Regions from separate parts of the Anser cygnoides genome. Here region 2 is linked to region 1. The links are chromatin contacts, called in public Hi-C maps. All regions are on one chromosome and are shown on one strand. Each heading gives the region's core, a stretch centred on a gene start, on an enhancer-like site or on the middle of the called end of the contact. The rest is flanking DNA. Distances are from core to core; before and after follow the strand shown.

Region 1 (5,206 bases), core at 1,019-3,518:
TCTTCCTGAGAAGCCATCGCCTCTCCGCTCTCCCACTTACATATCCCCTTTAGTCCCTTCAAGCCCGTGTGACTGTGGCACATTTCAAGCCAGTCAGCAATAATAAGCTAACTCGTTTTCACAAAAAGCAGGAAGAAATAGTTCTTAGCAGATGTTAAACTTATGAATCAACTTGTAATGAAGTGCACAATGAACTGCAAGGAATTATTCAGGTTTGGATTTACTCAGTTTTGAAAGGAAAGTCAGTTTCACAAATACTGCCTTGTCTTTTCCATCACAGGATCTCAGTCCCTCTCAGCTTCGTGTGTATTGTTATCCCCAGCTAGAGCTGAGCAAACAGAAAGGTAAATGCTTATTTTACAGAATAGTAGATATTTTTAGACTAGATCACAGTTCAGAAAAAGCAGATGACATTAACTGCTCAGAGATGGGAAGCAACTCCGCTGACAGGTGAGGAGAGGAGGAACAAGAGAACTGTAAAAACCGAGAAATACGATTTTGGTGAAAAGGCAGGTTTTCGTTGCCAGCTCATAAGCCAAAGGATATTTGTCTTCCATGCTTATCCACAGAGAGAGGGCGTCGGTGTGGGGATCCGAGGCGATTCCTGTCCCGGTACACTCTGTCCACCAGCCCATGATGCCGAGTTGTCCTGCTTGTGTCCAACCCAGATGACTGAAAGGGAGTCTGAGAGACACGCATCAAGTCACAAGCAGAAAAATACATGCACGAGGCGTCTGCCAGAACTTACTTATGTTGTATTAAAGCTTCTATTATTTTAAGCAATAAAACCCAGGAAAGACATGGACGAACGTAACCACGTACATTTTTTTCTCCATTTTCACTACAGCCATGGAAAGCAATTACCAAGGCTATCTCTTCCAGACAGAGATTAGAGACAAGTGGAGGCAGACTGCGCTAGATCTGCCCCTCATAAATCAGCACGGCTCTCCAACCTTTGTATCTCTGAAATACCAGAAGTGCTTGTGACAGGGAGCCTACTGACAACTGCCGTTTACATTCCCTTGGTGTAGCATGCAGCATGCATCCAGAAGGAACATGCTGACAACCAGAGCTTGAACTACAAGGGCAGGGGATGCAGGAAGAAGATGCACAGAGGTCCTAACAGTCACCTGAAGCTTTTAAGGAACACGCCGCTTTCTCTCACCCCTCCTTTCAGCATCATTATTTTAAGGGGACACTGACAAAATTCAGGGGAAAAAAAAAAAAGAAAAAAAGAAAAGCAGTTTCCTTCCTCCTTTGTCTAGAAAAAGTTAGAGCATTGGGTGTTTTTGTGATTTTTATTTTGTTCAGGTTGTGCAGTAAACCGAGGTGGATCAATTCCCTCTCAATCTTATCAGCACCTATGTCTTGAGAGTGTTTACTTGTCAGCAACCCATTTCAGAGAACAAGATGCCACGGAAAGCACAAAGATGAATTCCCAGGCTAATCTGGAAAACTTCTACATTTTCAAAAGCCCTTCCCAGAGCATACCTGCAGGGGGGAAAAAGGAAGTACCGAATGGTCAGCCTCTACACACACTTCAACAGCAATATATGGGCCTCGAGGGAAAAAAGCTACACAGCCTTCCACTCCCTGCCAATGTGAACAGCTTTGCTGAGTCCCTCAACACCATCTGCTTGGAAATCCAAAATTTCCTCCTCTATTCAGGTGCTGCACGTGGCAAATGCACTGTCCTGTCTGCCAAGCCATGAAGCCATCTGGCTTCCACATTAAAAAAAAAAAATTAAAGCGTCCAGCTTTGGTTATTTTAAATGACCTTTTCTAAAAAGAAATTTGGCATTAATTTTGAAATCTTTTGTTTGTAATAACTCCTTATAGCACCTTTTGACTTTCCTTTTTTTTTTTTAAAGCTAATGTTAGCTTCTTTTCTCTCTATGCATACACAATCTGTGTTAGTATAAATGGGTGCAAAGTGGCTGTGATGTTTATTTTCTCGCTTAAGGGCCAACGCTTTATATGCAGCAGAATATTGCTTTACTCAACATGTCACTAGCAGGAGAGCACAGTGACTTTTTACTGTGTTCCTGCCTGTTAAGATCACGGTGTTCTGCTTCAGCAAGCATGAGTTCTTTTGCACGAAGACTTCGAAACCTCAAGTCAGAGCATCTCAATTTTGGGTAATCTAAATTAAAACACATTGGTTTAATCTCTGCTACAAGTACTAAACAACAATCTAGTTCTATTTAACTGGCACCACACAGAACTGAAAACATTCATAATTCCAAACCAAAGAAAAGTCTCAAAATCTTCTTTGTACTGTTGTCACACTGATTCTACCCCAAAAGGCTGAAAAATTTGCAAATTAATACACACGTGCTAGGAAGAGCAACAGGAGAAGCCATTTCCCATGTCATGGTCCCAATCACAATGTTAAAAAAAAAAGCCACTCAGTAGAACACTAAAAACGCAGAACTCACCTGGAATTTAAAAGGAAGCCAATGCACATTAGCATACAGATGAAGTTGAATGCAAAGATAGCTATTTCTTAAGTTTTATGGCACAAGTTGCACATAAAAACTCAACAAAAATCTGATCTGAATGTAACAGCGCCACAAGTAAACATGGACCATGCCCTGTCAGAGACAGAGCTACAATTAACACAGAGGGGAACTTTTGGGAAATGTTGTTCTCTGGCTTTCCAGGAAAAAAAGAAAAAAAAAAAAGATATCTCAGGTGAATCCCTATCTTGCTTAGAAAAAAAAAAATCAGAAAAGACAACAAACACCTGAGAAAACAGGTATCAGCCCCAACAGTTCTGGTTTCTCTCAGCAACCAACACACAAAGCTTACTCCGGACCAAACACCAGACAATGTCCCTTTGTTAAATAAGCCCACCCGTGCAGGGCACATGATACTTAGCTATTGCAAACAATTCTGTTAAAAAAAAAAAAAAGGCAAAAAAAACCCCAACAGATCTGAGCATCAATGTTATTTGGAAAATGAAGAACTAGAACCGTTTCACTTCCTGAAAAACATTCAGGGATTTGAGATCAGAACCAAAACTCCACAAACCATGAAAAAAAAAAAGGAAAAAACAAGCTAAATACTCACAGATGGGAAGGAAAAAGCTCAGTGCTCTAAAGCAACCATGTCCCTTTAAGATTTATCAAGACATTGACTTAAGAAATAGAAACAAGCAAGGTAGATGAGGGGAGAAAGTGAGGAGTGGTACCCACTAACAGCTTACATTTCGGTGCCCCTTGGTGACAAGCAGCATTTGGGTAATCATTCTTCCTTTCCCAATGGAGTTTAACATGCAGGCTAAGTGCACATGCTCAGAGATTGCTTAAATCACAGGCCAAGACAGTGCCAAATAAACCACCGTCTGCAAGAAATTAATCCCCCATAAATCATAAGTAATCACATGACAGACCACAGCAAGTCCGGAGAGTCTGTACAGGAATTATTATGCATGTTCCAAACCGGGATGCATGGCAAAACCTGTATTTATGTGACAGACCATAACTCCTTCGGAGCTGGGACGGTGAATCAGATAAATACTGTGCATACCAGAAAAAGTGTAACGTGTGCTAAAATACGTATCTACCTGGGCAAACAGTACACCAGTCCTAAATACGTATTTGCACAAACCTAAATACTTGTTTACCAAAGAGACAGGAACTGCTCCAAAGGCTTCTGCCAGAGCTCCGTTGTGCTGTAAATGCAAAGAACCAAGATGCTCAGATACTAACCCTCTCACATCCACACAGGCTTCACCTGACCGACGCATCATGCAAGTATCTTTTGGCAATTTCATCATTATTTAGCTTAAACGTGAAAAACCTGGAACGCATTCATCACTGAAACAAATACATGTTTTTATTTTGTTGCTTGTCACCATTTGTTATCTGTAACGGTACCAACATTGGATTTTTATTTTTTTTGTGTGTGAGAGAACACATAAAAACCTGGAGGTTTAAGGACAATTTGTTTCTGTATCCTCCTGTAGTCATTCACAAATTTTTGAATACTCACTTTTGATCACCCTGTTAGCTTCAGGACTAAAAGACTCTACATAGCAGCTGTCAGCATTGCCATCAAGCACAATAATACCAAAATACTATTACTTAAAGAGAACAGTGACTATGAACCCCCCTTACCAGAAAAAGACAAAATCTGTGGATCTTGAAAAGACCAAATGCCTATGAAGTAATCCTAAAGACTTCAAAACATTGTGACCCTCTGCATTGTACTCTCTGAAAACAACCGAATTAAAACAGCCATTTGCTTCTCCTTTTGTACAAGATTCAAGCTCCTAAGAGGAACCACAAATTCAGCTGCCCACATGTATGTCAAAAAGCATAGTTAGAAGTCGTCATCAATAGTTTCTCCGTATTTATTAAGCCAGCCTTCAACAGAAAACCACAAACTGAGAAATTTAATTTTTACCACATCCTCACAAGATAAAATGTGTTACTACTCAAAGAAAAATAACACAGAAGTTTTAATTACTTTGCACACCCTACATCGACTAACCATAGAAATCAGGAGTCGCAAAAGTATCCAACATCTAATCCTATCCACTACACAATATCTTCTGTCCATCATGCTAACACGGAGCAAAACACTTGTATAAAATGTTTGTTTTCTGTTCACAGTGCAACACAACTGGAGTCACAACTACAGCTAGCAGACCCCTGCATTTACTTTTCAGCCAGACCAAAGAAAAGGGACTATTCTGAAAGCTGTTTATTTTCCGTCCCAAGCCCCTTCTTCCTCCCTTAAAAATCCACACGTTATTTCCATGGAGCATACACCTTGGCTGTCGTCTTCAACACTTCCACCTACCAGCACTTTCTACATCACCCTGTGTTACTTACTTCCACTTTTGCTTTGAGTCTACAGCATCTCTGCAGAAGATCTCATTATGAATCTGGTACCAAAAAAAAAAAAACCAACAACAACCAAATTCACCGTGAATAAACACTGACAAAGAAACTGCATTGCCCTTGCCTAGTCTTGACACAAAAGCATCACAACCAAGGCCAAGAGAACTATAAGCTAACACTAAATCTATACGATACCAGAATACACACTCATCCCATACACAGCCATGTTCCATTACAAAAGAGCAAAAAATTTTTAAAACGCGGTGGTCTGTTGAGGCCACGGTGTTATGTTCTGAACTGGCAGCTATTTCATGGTCTCCTGGGAGGGAAAAAATAGCATTAACAGAAAGAAACAC
Region 2 (5,206 bases), core at 1,138-3,637, 50 kb after region 1:
GGAGTTCAGGTCGACTTTTTCTTGATGTGAAGCGAGACACATGTACTTTCAGATAAGCAAGACCTGCAGGTCTCCCTCGTCCATTCATCCTGGTTTTGACAGGTGGGATTGCTTTCAGCAAACACGCCAGCGTGTAACGCTATTAGCGAGGGTTTTGAAAAGTGTTTGTACAACCTGGTTGCCTTCCTTCCCTCCAGGGATTATCCCAAGTTCGAGAGACACGCAGCCCTCCTCAGCAGCTTGTCTGGGCACCCCGATTAATTCCTGCTTAAAGGCCTGTGCGGCAGATCCTCTGCAGCATCTGAAAAGGTGTTTTTCCTAGATCTTTGTGGGACCTCGCTTTGTGAGACCCTGCTCTACAAGCACTGCCGCGGAGTTCACACATCTCGCTGCCTGCAGCACAGAGAGCTGCTCTTACCGACGGCACCGATGGATTTCACCATTTCTGCTGTCCTTACCTGCTCGCCAAGCTCAAAGCACATCTTCGGGAGCAGCGCTGAGCACAGCATTACACACAGGGTAATTACGTAGCCTGACACACTCCCTCCACACGATACCGAGGGCTGGGAGTAAAACATGCAACCCATTTGCAGTTCAGGAAACTCTATCCATAAGGAGGAAGAAAGAAAAAATAAAAAAGGCAAATTTATTTCAAAATAGAAGATTCGGGCAGTTTGCTTTTCAATTTGCGAGAAGAGAACCTTTTGTCCACGCCGTCTGGCACAGCACGTTCCTTATCACAGACACACGGGATCCCCAGCAGACAAGCTCCTTCTCCTGCTCTGGGGGAGCCAGCGTGCTGGCGGGCAGCTCGCAGCAGCCACGCGGTCGCAATTCCAAAGATGGAAATTCTGCCCGCGCTGCCTGAGTACCGCTGAGATGGCATGCGCGTGTAGCAGCGAGGGAGGACTTCGTCCTTTGCCCTAGAGAGCTAACGCTCAGGAAGTGCAGAAAAGTCAGAAGCAGCTAAGAAGGAATCGCGAGTTGGTCGGGCATGCCCTTGAAATTCTCCTCCTGATCTGTATCAGGCTATGCAGCGTATCCAACGTTCCCCACCAGGTTTCTCCCCACAGGCTCCCTGATGGATTTACTCTCCGATAAATCCATCCTTTAAAATGGGAGACTTAACGACCAACGAGAAGCAGGATCCAGATCTCACCAGGCTTTAATTTAAAATTATCAAAGAAAACAAACACGCGGCGATAGAGAACGCCACGGAGCTCCAGCTCAGGGAACAGAACTGCCGCAGCTCCAGCCCGGGTGATTTATCACGGCCCTGAAACAAATTACTTCCATTTCTCACTGCTACACGCCCCACACTGAGACGCTTCCCAGCGCCGGGCGATCAGCCCTACCAACACCTGTGTGCGAGACGCGCCGCTGTTCCTGTTTGGAGAGGGAAGGAAAAAAAAAAGAGGTGCAGAGAGAGAAAATGAAACGCCCAAGGCAGCTCGGCATCCAGTTTACACAGGTCAGTCATTAGAAAAAAAAATAAATAAAATATATGTAGAAGGTGAGAATTGAGACAGGCTTCTCCAGTGCTGAACAATGAGCCTAAGAGCCTTCCTTCCCCGAGCACGGCGTGACGTTATTTCGGGAGTGGGTTCGGGGAGAGGCAAGCTGAGGAGAAACGCTGCTTTGAAGCTACGCGACGGGCTGACGGCACGGCACCCAGCAGCTCCCTGAACGCTGCCCAGCGCGGTAACTTCTGGCTGACGACGGGAACCAACGCGTTGGGGACAGAAATCCCCCGCGGGCGGGGAGCACCTGTACCACCCGGGACGGCCTTCTGGCCCCAGACACCAACTTGAGGGCTCATGGATGCGGGGGGCACCGAGCCCAGCACCTTGAGCCCTATTTCACCAGCACCGCGGTACCTGGGTGCCCAGCAGCTCGCGCCCCACCGGTGACGGGTGTGACAGATCCCGGTGGCTCTGCGGGACCGTCCGGCCCCGCGGGCCGTGTTAGAAACGGGGGGTTTTACAGAACGGGCCTGAAACACCACAAAACTCGGCGGCTGTGCATGCCAGCAGGACCGGTGTGTAACAACCACATTCCCAAATTTACAGAAATACAAAGCCTCCCGCAAACTTCAGCCTCGTGAACTCCAGCAGTGAAAGCGTTATTGTTGTCGTTATTGTTATTATCATTATCATTACTGTTATTATCGTTATTATCATTATGACCATCAATTACAGGTCGGAGAGCCCCGCTCCGGTCCTCCCTGGGGAGGAAGATGCGGGAGGCCGGGCTGGGCACTCCGCCTCGCCAAGACCCCTGGGGCCGAAGGGAAAAAAAAAATGAATTAAAAAATAAAAGAGGCGGTCGTGAACGCCGGAGGGAGCCCTGCGGTGAAGCGGCCCCCGCCCGGCCGGCCTCCAACCGGCCTCCGCGCCCCAACCGGGACCGGGCCCGGCCCCCGCCCCGCCGGCCCCCGGGGGCCCCGCCACCGCCTCCCCGAGCCCGGTCCCCGGCCTAGGCCGCGGCCGGGCCCCGCTCACCTGCTCGGCCGCTCCGCGGCGAACTCGGCCCCGCCGGACTCCGCCATCTTCGCTGCGCCGCCGCCGGGCCCCGAGCTGGGAGGCGGCGGCGGCGGAGTCGCCGCGTTAAAGGCGCAGCGGCGAGAGGGGCCCGGGGCGCTGCTCCGCGCCCGCCGGGCCTGGCGCCGCCCCGCAGCCGCCGCCACCGGGGCCGGTGACGGCTCCCGAGGGCGAGGGGAGCCGGCGGTGTCAGGGCCCCGCGGGTGGTCTGGGGACGGGCGCTGCCTCACAGACACGGGGGTCCCGTCATGAGCCCCGGGGGGTTGTCGTGATCCCAAAGATGAGGGCGTCTGGGGAGCTCTGTCACGACACTGGGGGCTCCAGGGGGCTGTCACGGCCCCACAGACACGGGGGTCCTGTTACGGGCCCAGAGATTGTCGCCAACCCACAGATGAGGGGTTCTGGAGGTTGTCGCAGCCCCACAGATGAAGGGGTCCGGGGGTTGTCACGGCCCCACAGACACGGGGGTCCTGTCACGAGCCTGGGGCTGTCACCGCCCCACAGCTGAGGGGGTCTGGGGGAGCCCTGTCATGACCGTGGAGGTTCCGGGGGACCTGTCACAGCCCCACAGATGAGGGGTCTGGGGGCTGACACGGCCCCACAAACATGAGGGCCCCGTCATGAGCCCAGGGACTGTCACCACCCCACAGCTGGGGGGGTCCGGGGAGCCCTGTCACGGCTCCGGGGGGCTGTCACAGCCCCACAGAGGAAGGGGCCTTGGGGAGCCCCGTCACAACTCCGGGGGTTCCAGGGGGCTTTCACGGCCCCACAGATGAGGGGGCCCAGGGGGAGGCTGCGGGTGTCCTGCTGACAGCAGGCCCAGCCGACTGATTTCCAGCAGCAGCCAAGGGACCTTCAGGGTGGCCTGCGCCCAGGCGCCGAACCTTTTCCCTCTGGATTCCACGTGCAATCCCTTAAACACCTGGAGAAAGCGCGGTGTGCGGACGAGTTCAGGCAGCCCACGTCCTCAGGGAAGCCACAGCACAGGCAGCACCTTCACGACCCGAGCGATTATTCAACCCAAGCGATTATTCAACCGCAGCCCTCCAAGGTTTTATCACAAAAAACCACTTTGTGCAAGAGCAACAGTACCCTCCAGAGGGTGCAGTTTTGTTGTCGGAGCTCGTCCGGGTGTCCACGATGCCTTTTCCACGACGCATCCTGACACATGCTCGGCATCCTGGCACAGCCATCGCCGTAGCCTGGGCCAAGCGTCGCGGGGCCGTGTAATTTTTCAAGCCGTCGCGCATCTGGAGGCAGCGGACGGGCTAGAGGGCATTCCAGTTGTCAGTGGAAATCGGGAAATTATTCATAGCGGTGGCTCTGCCAACGACCGTGGGTAAATTTCTTTGATTTCCCATGCCTGCGTCCACATCTGTATAAGGGAAAGGGGGAATTCGCACATGAGAATAAACACACTTAGAAAGCCATGAAAATACCCTTTCAAGTCAGCCTGATGAAAACTTCATGTTCTGGAGCCCTCTGCTTCAAGGAGAGGAATCTATTTCAGAGGCGAAGCTGTGTATTTTTCTTATTTAAACCTTCTAAATCTGCTGGAGCATTAAAAATATTTGGCATTTCCACAGCACATTTCATTCCCAGCTCCAAATGCATTTTACAGACATTCATTAATTAAGCCTCGTAAAACCTTGGGGAGAAAGGGAAGCAGGACTTATTAATTTGTTATTTGTATTGCTGCGGCGCAGGGAGACCCCAGCCAAGACCTCGGGGCCCTGTTATTTTAGACCCGACCCACACAGGACAGGAGATGTCAGCACACCAAAGCGCGGCGCGGCCGCGGAGACTCTGCGGGGAGAGCAGGAGGAGCGGGAGAGCCAAGAGAGGCAGAGGACGATGCCGTGAGCTGCCGGGAGACCCCACAGCACCGCATCCTCCGCGTCTCACCCCGCTGCCCTTTCCTCCTTCTGCTCCTGCTGCTGCACGACGGGGCTGCAGGGTCCGGCACCCACCACCCCGGCTCTTGCTCCACGTCGCCCTGTGCGTTTTGTTGCTGAAAAACAGCTCAGCTGGTGCTTTGGGGATTTCTCCTCCTGCCTCCTTACCAAGCCCTGGCGCTTATCCTGCTTCCTCACACACCAGCTCTGCTCCATTCGATACTTCCCACTTTCTCCTGGGGCCACTTTCCGTAGCTTTAGCTCTGCAGCACACCCCCTTCTTTACAAGGTTTACGCTCCACGCTTTCACTCTTTATTTTTTAGGTTCGTATATATATTTTACAGTGCTTAGATTTCAGTCCAGTACATGCTCGGCAATAAAGCAGCCCTGCTGCCATCCAGCCCGGCCGCGCTGCGGAGCTCTGCGTCCCTCGCAGCCGGGCGGGTTGGCGGATGGGAGCTGCGAACGTTACACCTCTGCTTCCCCGGCAGGAAAACCCAGGCTGTGCCGCATGCTGTAAATGCCTTTCACATGTTCCCCAGATCCCAGTTAAATTGAACCCCAGAAGGTCTCCCAAAGCATGAAAAATGCATTTATAAGACTCTGGAAGGAAGATGTATTCCATAACTGCTCTGGTGACCAGGCGTGCTGACTTGTGTCATGTGGAGAAGGAACCAAAAGGGGGTATTTCTTGTTATTTCATACTGCTGATGGGATTTTATCTCTCACAGCAGATCCAGGAACTTTCTAGTTACCATTATTGTTTGATT

The links. A called contact is a pair of places that touch in the nucleus more often than the background predicts.
Region 2: a contact with region 1 is called in a Hi-C map of liver, with 3 times the contacts expected there. The contact joins the promoter of KLHL26 here to the enhancer-like site in region 1. A contact is called at or near these places in 3 of 7 Hi-C or Micro-C datasets (all in liver).

The regions. Positions count from the first base shown.
Region 1 is chr27:1,810,928-1,816,133 of Taihu_goose_T2T_genome, forward strand. It overlaps CRTC1 (CREB regulated transcription coactivator 1), which reads right to left. Exons shown (of 15, transcript XM_066984071.1): 3 at 3,629-3,676; 4 at 547-684. Among named protein-coding and RNA genes, the nearest start is that of CRTC1, 22 kb to the right of the region's middle. Within about 2 kb of position 2,269, at least 1 of the 3 cell types and tissues checked has open chromatin away from gene starts, as enhancers often do. A contact at or near this core is called in liver, where this site is marked.
Region 2 is chr27:1,860,548-1,865,753 of Taihu_goose_T2T_genome, forward strand. KLHL26 (kelch like family member 26) reads right to left here and starts at 2,388. Exons shown (of 7, transcript XR_010826701.1): 1 at 702-2,388; 2 at 459-604; 3 at 1-301.